Regions from separate parts of the Anser cygnoides genome. Here region 2 is linked to region 1. The links are chromatin contacts, called in public Hi-C maps. All regions are on one chromosome and are shown on one strand. Each heading gives the region's core, a stretch centred on a gene start, on an enhancer-like site or on the middle of the called end of the contact. The rest is flanking DNA. Distances are from core to core; before and after follow the strand shown. Region 1 overlaps CRADD (CASP2 and RIPK1 domain containing adaptor with death domain). Region 2 holds the start of UBE2N (ubiquitin conjugating enzyme E2 N).

Region 1 (6,307 bases), core at 2,085-4,584:
GTGTAGATGCCATCCCATTGGGTAGAGAGGGACACCAGCAAAGTTAAAATGAGGGTGGAAAGGCCTTGCAGAGGGATCTGGATAGGTTGGAGAGCTGGGCGATCACCAACCGCATGAAGTTCAATAAGAGCAAGTGCCGGGTCCTGCACCTGGGATGGGGAAACCCTGGCTGCACGTACAGACTGGGCGATGAGACGCTAGAGAGCAGCCTAGAAGAGAGGGATCTGGGGGTCGTGGTAGACAGCAAGTTGAATATGAGCCAGCAGTGTGCCCTGGCGGCCAGGAGGGCCAACCGTGTCCTGGGGTGCATCAAGCACGGCATCGCTAGTAGGTCAAGGGAGGTGATTGTCCCGCTCTACTCTGCGCTGGTGCGGCCTCACCTCGAGTACTGTGTGCAGTTCTGGGTACCACAGTATAAAAAGGACATGAAACTGTTGGAGAGTGTACAGAGGAGGGCTACGAAGATGGTGAAAGGCCTGGAGGGGAAGACGTACGAGGAACGGCTGGGGTCACTGGGCCTGTTCAGCCTGGAGAAGAGGAGGCTGAGGGGAGACCTCATCACAGTCTACAACTTCCTCGTAAGGGGGTGTCGAGAGGCAGGAGACCTTTTCTCCATTAACACCAGTGACAGGACCCGCGGGAACGGGGTTAAGCTGAGGCAGGGGAAATTTAGGCTCGACATCAGGAGGGGGTTCTTCACAGAGAGGGTGGTTGCACACTGGAACAGGCTCCCCAGGGAAGTGGTCACTGCACCGAGCCTGTCTGAATTTAAGAAGAGATTGGACTGTGCACTTAGTCACATGGTCTGAACTTTTGGGTAGACCTGTGCGGTATCAAGAGTTGGACTTGATGATCCTTAAGGGTCCCTTCCAACTCAGGATATTCTATGATTCTATGATTCTATGATTCTATGAAAGTTCAAGGCTCAAGCAATGCTATTCTGAGAAAGGCTTCTGACTACTAAAAATGTGCTCCGCAGTAGTGCCGGTGAGCCCTAGCCATGTGCTGGTGAGGCCTGTCAGGCACAGCGCCTGTTCCTATCGCGTATGTTTTCTCGGTTTATTCCCTTAAACCAGAATCCTACCGGTCTCAGACTGCCATGGCGAGAAAATACGCAGTGGGTGGGAAGCTCTTGCAGAAGTGAGCGGGCCCCCTCGCGCAAAGCACCGCCACCAGGCAGAGAAGCAGACCCAGAAGAGATGAGTGCCGGCTTGCACAAGTCCCGAAGTTGCTGACTACTGAAAGCAGGAACAATAAGCACAAGGGTGACTCTGTCTGTGTCCTGCTCTTGCGTTCCTCCAAAAGAATTTGCCGCTGCCTGTTCTCGGAGAAAGATCTTTGATTGCCATCATTGCAATTGTTAAAAGCAGATAATCTTTGACATTTGTGACTGTGCTTTCCCCTGTCCTGACCAACACGTGTGCCAGCAGGATTGGGAAACAGCCTGCACAGGGTGGGTAGGGGCAGAGAGCAGCTGGATCCAAGCTAAATAGAGAATAACCAGTCCAATTCCTCCCTGTTAAACCCGAGCTTTTTGCATCGTGACCGAGTTTAGGCTAGAACCTCTTTAATATGGGGCAATGCTTTATATACAAGTAATTTAGGATTCAGAGGGCAGATGGCTCCAGTTCCAGTAACCACCTCTTCTTCCTCCGGTAAGCTTTAAAATGCTAGTGGTTAGAGCATTTTGGACAGGGAGGGACGGACTGACTCAGTTCCTACTCCCAAGCGCAGTTGCAGCCTGGACGAGTGAGCACATACGATCAATATCCATCAGGAAAACAAAGGAGACAGAGGCCGTGAAAAGGAAGGAAGTCGCACACTAAAACATTTCATTTTTCCATATTTTTCCTCACAAATATCCCAAAACATAACGCAGACAGATTTTTTGCAGAAGTGACCAGGATTTATTAAAGACAGGATATTGATATGAAACATTCATGACCCTCAACAGTATTTCTCTTGGATGGAGTAATGAAGTGAATTTATTACATACCAGTGCCAAGAAGCTCATAATAAAAATACAGATTATAGTTCTCAGATTCATCAACTCAAACCAGATATTTCTGAAAAAAATATGCTGCAGCAGCAGGAAGAATGTAAGTCTCATAAGTTACTTGGGTTACCAAAGCTGCATGTGAAATACGTATTTTATCCAACAACAGGATAAAAAGTAAATGATTTGATTTTAAAATTCCGGAACAAAGGCACTCTGTGAAGACATGAGAAGGAGAACCCTTGTTGTGTTATCCCAGGTGTGGGGCGTAAGGGGGAAGATATATAGTTATGTTGGACACGGACAAAGCAAGCAGAGATTTTATTGCATTGCCAAGTTGCTGATTTTACGAGACTTGAAATAAAACAATAAAAGATGGATAAAGCAAGATAGAGAAATACAGTATCTTCTCAGGAAGCTTGGCTTCAGAGAGGATTCAGACAGAACACGGCCACAGCAGAGCTTGCCATTGATCCTGCCCTGATCGCTCGCTCTCCTATTCTCTTCCGCTTCTGACCTTTGCTTCTTTCTCTGCTGGGCAGTATCTGTGGGGGAATCAGCCAAGGAGGATCCATTTATTAAATTCTTAATAGTGAGCTTTGAATATTTCATTCAGCTTCCGCCACGCTCTCTGCAAAATGGGAATATCCCTCTTCAAAACGTTCCCAGAGCCTGCCTGCATCGCATCTGCATGGTCTGCGTGGCTTCGGGAAGACTGAACACATCAGCGTGCTGTGCAAGAAGGAACTCATACATCTTGAGGCGTGACTGAAGGCACTGTCACACGGAAAGCTTCCACACATCACTGTGTAAGGGACCAACCCTTTAACGACTCAACACTCTTCATAGGCAGACATGCTACCAAGGGGAGAAGTTTATTTTGAAGTTAGTGCCGAGAATTTCCAGGGTTTCTAATTCCTCACTTCTTCCAGCCCATCCTCAGGAAAAGCAATAAATAAATAAATAAATAAATAAATAAATAAAGCAAAGAAAAATAAATCAAAGCAAATACCATGGTGCTTCTAATTTCCCTCCAATACAGAACAGGCAAAAAAGCATTTAAAACTGCTTTAGGTTTGGGAAATTACTAATCATGAGATCTCAAGTGTGTGTCTGTGTTTAGCAGAGAATGTAATGGAAAAAAAAATAAGAGTATTAGTGACTATCCAAGAAAGATTTCAAGAAAACAGGGTGGAAGGGAGTTTGTTTGGATTTAATGTTTCCCCAGCAGCATCTCTAATCCAAACATTACACCACAGGTCAAATGGAGGGGAGCCAGAAAATGAAGCACATTAAAAATAGCCCTTAAAAAGGAAAGTGAAAGTGACCGGTCTCATTCCACCTTTTGTGACCATGAAATGCACATTCTGTGATGAAAACCAAATTTGGGCTCTGGTGCCATCACTGACTGTACGTAAATACAGCAACCTATGCATGCGCAGTCCAACAGAAAAATACAGAGGCAGCTTTAAAATTCTTCCAGACTTAGAAATCCGAGGTGGTATTACTGCTTGTAAGTAAACTTACATTAAAATATTTCTTTTTTTAACTGATAGGATTGATTTAGAAATCGCGTTATATCAAAAAGCTGTCACATGTCAGTTTTAAATACATTAACTTAGTTCGACAAGTCAGCGCTATAAAAACGAAACAAATATTATGCCACATTTGAAATACAATGAACTGTCCTCAGCCCGTTGTCCTAGCGCTTCCAAGCCGCCTCCTCGCAGGCAGAGAAGTTCAGCAAAGCTCTCACGAGGCTGCCTGCCACCAAGACCAGAGAAAAGGCATCTGGCAGCTGCCTTGGTAGCAATTTATAGCCATAAGGTTAAGTCTTCACAGCCCTGTATCCGAGCTAACAGCCTGGTTCACACATTGCAGTACTCAGTTTTCTTCTGGGTGCTCCTTTGAACTGAAGGAAATTAACCTTTTTTAATGTTTGCTAACACTCAGACTTTGCATCCTGATGCTGATAGAGTCTCATTTCGCCTTTATTTCAGGGGGCCAGGAATTAGAAGAAGTTAAGGGGAGAAAAAGCATCGTGGCCATGGAAGGCAGTGCCATTGCCCCTAGCAGATCCACCCAGACAGGAGAACCGCAGTCCCCCTCAGAGCCTCTCAAACTGTTGCAAAATGCCTGTAAGGCATCTTTTCTCTCTTCTCCAGGTGCTCCTTGAGAACGAGACGTGCACCATTAAACAGGGAGCCAGAGGGTTAAGCACCACATTGCCTGAAGGGCAGAGCACTGGACAAGCAAAGAGGCCTGAACAAGCAAAATGCCTTAGTCAAAGAAAAGGCAATTCCAAACTTCTTGTCACTGAGGAAAAAAAAAGCGATCTCACCAGAGGATGAAATGACCAGCAACTTGCAGCAACAAAACAAGAACTATTTGAGCGAAAAATCTGAAGCATTCTCAGGGAGTGCTGACAAAGCTTGAAAAAATTAATCTCTCCTGAGGCTGGAGGGAGACTCCCTGAGAGGGGGGACACCTGCCCATCCTGACGTGTCATCTTGTGGGAAAAGCAGCTAGGGAGAAAAAACCGAGCAAAGGCGAGTTCTCTATTCTGGAATTCACCCAGACAGGGAAACTTGTTCAAGTGCTGCAAGCTGATCACTTGAGGCTTCTGAAAGGAGCAAGCTCTGCATCTCTTAAAAGGAACAAGCTTCATGTAAACAGCGCTCCGGGGAAAAGACGTTGATGAAAGGTATTGTGCTGCGTGCTTAACATGAAAAGAGAACACTGCTCCAAACAGCTAAGGGCTCTGCAGAGGTCTGAACAAAGGTAAAGTGGGAAATGCAGACTTGCAAGATTTCAAGGACTGGGTTTTGATGGGGCCTTTACGTGCCTTCCTGGATGTTGAGACTCCCTCAGTGTGAGAAACAACTCACAGGAATGAGAAACACCAAGCCATGCTCCTCTCCAGACCTTAAGCACCTCGCAGAGGGCTACCAGGATGGTGCCTCCGTTTGGGGTTCTCAGCCTAGAAGCCTCTTCCAGAGCTGAACAAACCCTTTATTTCACAAGCAAGCAACGTTGCAGTCCTCTCTAATACGATCTGAGGACCAGTGCTGCCGCTGATCCACTTCGTCCAGCATCCCTCGGCACCCACCGTTCATTCCTGCGGTTTGAATCCACACCTCTCGGTGCCCAGAAGGATGCTCCAAGCTCTCGTCCCTGCTAGTGAAGCCGTTCTTCTGGCTGCCTTCCGACACAGAGAGCACGCGGGGCTTTCTAGCCTCCTGCCCAGGTGCTGGGGGTGTTCGCGCTCAGCCTGTTACCTCCCGTGGTTGGGATGACCCTGACCCCTCGCACGACCCCCAGCACGCTGCACAGTTTTTAGGATGATAATAAAAGAGTCAGTTCTGAGGCCTTACGGGGCCAATTTCCCCTTCAGACCCGTGGTTTCGGGAGGGTTTGCAAATGGCCAATAAAACTCATGGCCTGAGCCGCAGGAGATGAGTCTGAAACAGAGCACAATTAAACTTCCCTGTCGCAGCAATCCCAGCGGAAGCCAGGGAGGAAAAGGGAAAATTGAGTCAATTGAGTAAGCAGTCGTGGCCAGGAATGTCTTTCATTTCTAAACTGCCTGATTGAAAAAGAGAAAAAAAAAAGGGGGGGGGGAGAGGAAAAAAAAAAAAAGGCTGTGGTAGAAAAAGCCCAGTCAATCAATTAGTCAGTCATTTCCAGTTCAAATATTTCCATAAGTGCTTGGCAGTGTTTTCTATGTAAGGGATGTCTACTGCTGGTGAAAGATTTCTTAGATGGCAGAGAATTCCTCTTGATGACAAACTCCCCTCAGACAAACTCCAGTCTAGGCAATTTCCCTTTGGAAGCCCTCACAACTTGTTAATTTGTTCAAGGATTTTGAGCTTTCTTAAAAGAAAAGCCAGTTGGCTATCAGTTGCATTTCTGAACCTGATACACTGAAAGGGAGAGACAGTACTGAAGTGTAGGAAAATTCCTAAATTTAAGACACCAGTAACATATTATGTATCTGACCTGAATACTCTACCTTCAGAGAAAACATTTACACAAGTCTTTGATGTGTCCCAAACAGCTCTACAAACAAGCTGTGTTTAAGAATAATTTTGACTATTACTGAAATTCAGCCTCATCTGAATTGTAACTTGGCAGCTGAAAGCTGGCAACTCTTAAATAGAAAACTATACAGCTGAAAGTAAAGAGAAATCCTGCAATCTTTTATATTCTGATAACCTAAACTCCCCCTTAAGTTATAAAATCTAATTAATTTGAGATTTGGCTGTGCCGCTTGAATTTAGGCATCTCTTCTTACAGAAAATATTGTGGGTT
Region 2 (6,307 bases), core at 2,685-5,184, 98 kb after region 1:
CGAATAAACGCATTTTAGGGTCAACCTCGAATTCTGGAATAGGAGTGTTGAAGAACTATTTCACCAGCGGAAGTGGAAAGCAGAGACGTACTGGGCTGGATCACCAGTGGCTCTTCTCCAAGGAAGCCTTCCAAGAGACATGCCAAATGGAGGGGGAGCACACGGTGCTATGTGGGCTGCAGTCCAGAGCCCAGTTACAGTGGCAACAATGGCTGAGTGGGAAAAGTATTTTCCTTCCGGGATGGACACTGGAAGATTATTGAGGTGGAAAAGCACCAAGAAGGTGCAAGAACCTCCCCACAGGCTGTGACTAGCTGAGGAGACATACTTACATGTTTTGTTCCAGCTCTGATTCAGAGGATTAAGTTGCTTTCTGTGGTAATTTTAGAATGCAATAAAATGACAATTTTAACTATAGCCTCTCCTGGAAGATATCCCTTGTTCAGAGGGAGTGCAAAGAAGCAAAATCTAAAGCCAGGATTCTGGAGTAGCCAGTTTCGATGGCTTTTCCAGCACCCATATGGATGCTTAGGGATCTCTGTAGCAGTCTTAGTAGGAGTGGAATAACTTAGGGGTATGACCTAAATCTTTGTAGATATAAAGAAATAATGTTTTTGTTCCTTGCCATTTCTGGAGCAAGCGGACTACAAAAACATCTTCCTAAAAGCCAGAAAGAGAGGCATCATGAAAACTGCAGCTTCCCCAGGATGTGGCAGGCCACTTGCTGAGCAATGAAAACTATTCAAACGTAATAGCTTGCCAGACCAACTTGCTGCAGCCACAGACTCAAGTGAGATTCCTGGTCTGCAACACTTGTAAGAGAACACCACATACAACATTCATCAGCATTTAAGTCAACTATGCTCTACTGTTGCTGCATCTAGCAGACATGGGGCAAGGTTTACAGAGCAGAAGTTCCAGCACTTTCAAGGAGCTGTGTGGCTTTTTACTCACACTGATCCTAAAAGCATCTTTTGGCCTATATTTTTTCTCCATTTATGGCAGTCCTTTAATGATCAGTATTCCAGGAGAAGGCTAGAAGGTGGAAGGGGGTGGGGGGTGGAGAAAGAGAGAAGACAGAAACAAGGAAAAATGTGTAATTCTGCAAGCAGTGTAAAAAGATAAATCAGTTCTAATTACTTCAAATTTGTGACACACTGAAGATTCTTTGATGTGTAATAAGTATTGGAGTCATTGAGAGTTTCTCCCACTGGGACTACCAAAAGCTTTTCTATCTTTTGTCTGTCCATTTTTGCAAAATTCACAAGGAATTGCTGCCTTTAATTTCTCCAGCTATATCCTGATATCTGTTTGATGCTGACAAGTACATACTTGGGTTTCTGGGTTACTGGCATAGGTGAAGGTGAAGGCACAGGAAGGGTGAAATGGGACCATTTGGTCCCTTAGCTGTCCATTGTATTATGTGAAATTTACACAACATGGAGAGAACAATTTTTAAAATAACCTAAACATATGCATTCCTTCTGCATGTCAGCATACCTGCTAATTCAAAATGAAGACTCCTCGTTATTACTGGGTGTCATAGCAACATGATTACAAATATGTGCAGTTATTCATGAAGCTGCAAGATTATATGAATGTTAATGTCCTCTTTTAACTAACCTTCTGTCCTCAGTTTTCTCTCCTGCCTCCCTAAGCAAAGTTTGCTGTAATCCCTTTTCTCAAAAGCAATTAGATTCTATAACCCATTCTCATACTGCTCAGTGGTAAGCAGTTATTTGTATAGATCAGCAGTACATTGTGGTCATCACTAGATTATGTTAATTCATTTGCACCAATGCCACTGCTTTCCCAAGGGGCAGACATTTTGAGAAGGCATTACTGCGTTTATGGCTTTTATAATTTACTGCGAAGTAATCCTTCATTTGTGAAGATATGAGTTCTACATATGGCTCTTAAATGTAGCCTCAAAATTCTTCAAAATAAACAAGGTTTCCTCAAGAGCAGTTTTCGTACCACACAAGATCTAAACCACCCATGTGAGCCCAGGTCTGAGGTTTACTTTTGCCCATGCAAAGAATGTCTCGAATGCAATACTTTTTGTTTAGACTATTTGCTCCTGCAGAGGGGTAGGAAGCTGTGCTACCGTCATTTGGAAGGGATTTCACATCTCTGTGTGAAAAAACTCAACCAACTAGTAAATCGCCAAGACTGCTGCCACCAGAATCAAACACTAAAGCACTGTGCATCCTTAGAAGGAGAGCCCTAGCAGCCTAGATGATAATTGTTTACTGTAAGGCACCAGATATGCTATAGATACTGTAATATATGAAGCTAGGAAAAAAAAAAAAAAAAGCAAACATCCAGCTGAAGAAACACATTATCTTAGAAAGGCTTTTTTCCACCTTACTTTTTTTTTTTTTTCTTTGCTAGAGCTCATCATTTCACCTTTTTTGGATGAGATGGCAAGTACTACGAAGGCACTGAGTACACAAAAGTATACACTCAGTCTAGTTTAGTAGTAGCAACAAGCTGTAATAAAGTAAAAAGGAAAATCCACAATTAAAGAATTAAAAATAGGTATAACTAGCAAGACCGGACTTTGCTGAAGGACCACATCTAAACACAGCCATTTCACAAGCTCAGTAATGAATGCAAATGAACTCACCCTTCTCCACTGCAGGATGAGGGTGTGTTATTGATGAATCCTTTAAGCTCCAATTCTGCAAATGTGCTTCCATGCACTTTTCTTGCTGTATGTCACGTTATTGTTGATTTTATTGACTTCATAGAAAGTTACATCCATTAATTTAGCAGAGCAACTAAGTGTTTAAAGGGACAAACATGTACATAAGAGTGCACAGCAATTATGGTTTTTTTTTTTTTCTCATGAATTTATTCATGAATTTATTGGAATTACTGCTTTATTCAACAGCTAAGGAGATCAAATAGTGTAGAACAATGTAGTTGTTAGTTGCCTTCTGTAGCGAGAAGGATAAAGAAGGAAAACTAGGTAAGTTTTGGGGAAGTATTGTGGGGAGGGTGAAGTTTTCAGCTTAGAGGAGACTGAGGGGAGGCCTCATGGTAGCCTGCATGAGGGGAGCAGAGGGGCAGGCGCTGAGCTCTGCTCTCTGGGGACAGCGACAGGACCCGAGGGAACGGCATGGAGCTGGGACAGGGGAGGGTCAGGCTGGGGGTTAGGGAAAGGTTCTGCACCCAGAGGGTGGTCGGGCACTGGGACAGGCTCCCCATGGCAGCGGTCACGGCAGTGAGCATGCATTTGGAGAAGTGTTTGGACAATGCTCTCAGACATGTGATTGATTTGGGGGTTGTCCTGTGTGGAACCAGGAGCTGGACTCGATGCTCCTTGTGGGTCCTTCCTGCTCAGGATGTTCTGTTAATTAATCCTAAGGAGGGAGGTGCACCACATCTGACACGTGCTTCATGTTATTGTAGCCACACAATATGCGTTGATATAAATGCTTAAATTTTAGGACATAGAACACGTTGGCAGTACCTGTGGTAGGAATGTGTCAGCAGTTATGCAGTCAGGATTTGCCAGTGTCAGAGACCTTTCCTTTCCACCATGGCATAGGCCATCTAGAAGTCCTGTTCATGACCTGGGAGAAAACACTTGACAGGGAATTGTGCGTGCAGCATCCTGTTCCTGGCCGTGCTGCTAGCCTGCTCGGTAACCTCTGGCGGTGGTTTCACCTTTCCGTGCTTTTATTTCCCACCCGTACAGCAGCGATAACGCTGGGTGTTACTGCTGGAATGCAGCTGTACAGCTGGGTGTCATGGGATGCTCGAGAAATAATGGTGTTTGTGTAAGTGACCTCTAACTTCTACGGCATTTGTCTGTCAAGAAGGATGAAAATCCACTTGGAGGGCTTGAGTAACACAAAGGCAGTACGTTTGGAGGTGCTTTTGCGACACTTTAGCGGCTGAAATCAGGAATAGCACGCGTTATCCCACCGACAGGCCGAGGAAACCCCAGCCCCGCCAGCGCCGGGCGGCGCCCCGGGCTCTGCGGGGCGCGGCCGGGTGCGGCCCTGCGGGCAGCGCCCGCTCCCCGCGCGCGGCCGGCCGGGGCCTACATTGCCCGTCGTGCCGCGCCGAGGGCGGTGCCAGCGGAAGCGCGGCGCGGGCGGCTTCCGGCTGTGCGCGATCCCCGGGCGGAGGCGAGCCCGCGAGCCTGCTCCCGACGAGACAAGATGGCCGGGCTGCCCCGCAGGATCATCAAGGTACCGCGGCCGCACCGCCGCCCGCCTCTCCCCTTCCCTCCCCTCCCCTCCGGGTCCCCTCCGCCCGCCCCGCTGCTGCTCCGCCGCGCTCCCGGGGAGCTGCGCCCGGGGGGCACCGGGATGCGCGCCCCCCCCCCCCCCCCCCCCTTCCCTTCCTTCCCTTCCTTCCCTTCCCTTCCTTCCCTTCCCTTCCCCCCCGCGGCGGGGCTCGGCGCGGGGACGCCCCGGGGCCCGGCCCCCATCCCCGCGGTGCTCGGCCCTGCCCGGGCGGGCGCGGGCCGTGGCGGGCGGAGGGGGCCTGCCCGGGCCTGCGAGCCGGAGGCCTGCTGCTGGCGGCTGGGCGCCGGGCTCCGCTGCGGCCCCGGGGCGCTCCCCGCCGCCCTCGGGGGCGATTCCGGCGTGGTTTGAGCGAGGCGGAGTCGCCCAGCGCGGGGACAGGGGCTGCTGCGTGCCCCCAGCCGGCCCCCCCGTGGCCCGGTCCTGCAGCCCCTGTAGGTGGTTGCTGGGCTGAATCCCCCCAGCCCCGCTCTGTCTGCAGCGGTGGGGTTTGAAGTCCTCGAGTCGTGGCTGCTAACTGCTTTTACAGGGGTTACTAACTTGCTGCATTAAGGTTCGTTAGTAGTCAGGGGAAATCGTAGCGCCCCGTTTCTCTTCCAAATGAATGAATGTCACAGATAACTCGCGGTGCTGGGAAGCTCTTCTGGTTGGGCATGCAAAGCGGCCAGCCACCATAAAACACCATAACATGGCAAGTTAATGATGCAAAAATAAAACCGGATTGTTGTTAAAACGATCGATTTATGGGATAGATGATAGAGGAGTTGAGGTAAAAATGAGACGGGCTTAGGATTCATTGTGTATCAAAGCGGTTAAACTATGACTGCTGCTCAGAAACGTAAGCATTCGTAAGGCACATCTTACAAGAGTGATTTTGGTAATCTAGCTGCCTTGGTTCACAGCATACAGTGCTGAACGTATTTCAGGTGCGACAAAACAGTTTCATAACACAGCAGAACCAGGATTCATCACAGAGATGTGGTGAGAGCTCACTCATGGAGCTGATGCCCATGTTAGATTTTTCTGTAGCTTTTGACAATTTTCCTGCGCGCAGCCAAGAAGCGCACCCACTTGTAAGCTGGTACATACGTTTCCTTCTTGGCACTTTTGTTTTTTCAGCTTCTTTTGGAAAAAAAATATAGAGCAATGCTCACAGCTCTTTTCCGAGATAGGTGATGGCACAGGAATGTTTTATCCCATCCGTGGAGATGGATGGGTGGGCACATGCTCCTACCAGCAGAGTCCTGGAAGCTCCATATTTCCTCCAGAGGGGTCTTCCTTAGACTCTACCAGGAGTAATGTCTGTTACAGGGCAGTGTGTATTGTGGGTTGTGCCCCGTGTATGCATTATGGGTTGTCTGCATGCAGTCTACAGCTTCTGAGTCTTGATTTGGTTGTGTTGGGTGACCCGTTCTGTATCTCCCATGCTGTGCATGCATTAGGACGTCAGATGTATGTATGGTCTAGGATTTGAATCTGGCTAGTCATCGCAGTCCTGAATGCAGAAAGCAGTATTTTGAACTATCACAGCTGCAGAGGTGCAGGCCTAGCAGTAAGTCCGCTTGAGTCTTCAGGAGTCTCAAATGAGGGTGGATTTGATGTTTGCTGTCCTACTGATCCTAATGTAGGAGTTACATATCCCAACGTTGGTTGCCTTACATGAAGGGCAGTAAATGAACTTTGCTGCTAGTGCGAATTTGAAAGATGAGGGAAGGAACTGGAAGAGAGAAAGATGGGTCAGAGGATAGAAGGGGGCTACTGAAGGCTAAAAGAGCTGCAGTACAAGGTGCTCCACCAGAAGCCATTTCTCTCCAATTCACTACGGATCCTGTTAGCAGAAGCCCTTTTCACCTTGATCCACGTGCAGCCTTCGCGCCCTCACCTGGGGGAGGCGCAGCAGTGGCCAGCTGGGCGTAGGAGCACGCACCCACACCAGGCCAGGGCGCGGAGCCCAGGCAGCTGCCCGAGGTGCGCCTGGTGGTGCTGGGCTGCTGGCACGCGGCCTGGCTCTCGGGGTGACTGGCGGCCCCGCGCTCTCCTCGGCT

What was found. Hi-C and Micro-C count contacts between places; a contact is called where the count stands out from the background.
Region 2: a Hi-C map of liver shows a contact between it and region 1, with 6 times the contacts expected there. The contact joins the promoter of UBE2N here to the enhancer-like site in region 1. A contact is called at or near these places in 2 of 7 Hi-C or Micro-C datasets (both in liver).

Annotation. Positions count from the first base shown.
Region 1 is chr1:48,874,692-48,880,998 of Taihu_goose_T2T_genome, forward strand. The region is part of intron 2 of CRADD (CASP2 and RIPK1 domain containing adaptor with death domain); the gene reads right to left. Among named protein-coding and RNA genes, the nearest start is that of CRADD, 54 kb to the right of the region's middle. Within about 2 kb of position 3,335, at least 1 of the 3 cell types and tissues checked has open chromatin away from gene starts, as enhancers often do. A contact at or near this core is called in liver, where this site is marked.
Region 2 is chr1:48,971,959-48,978,265 of Taihu_goose_T2T_genome, forward strand. It overlaps UBE2N (ubiquitin conjugating enzyme E2 N), which reads left to right and starts at 3,935. Exons shown (of 4, transcript XM_066995095.1): 1 at 3,935-4,205. The coding sequence starts at 4,176.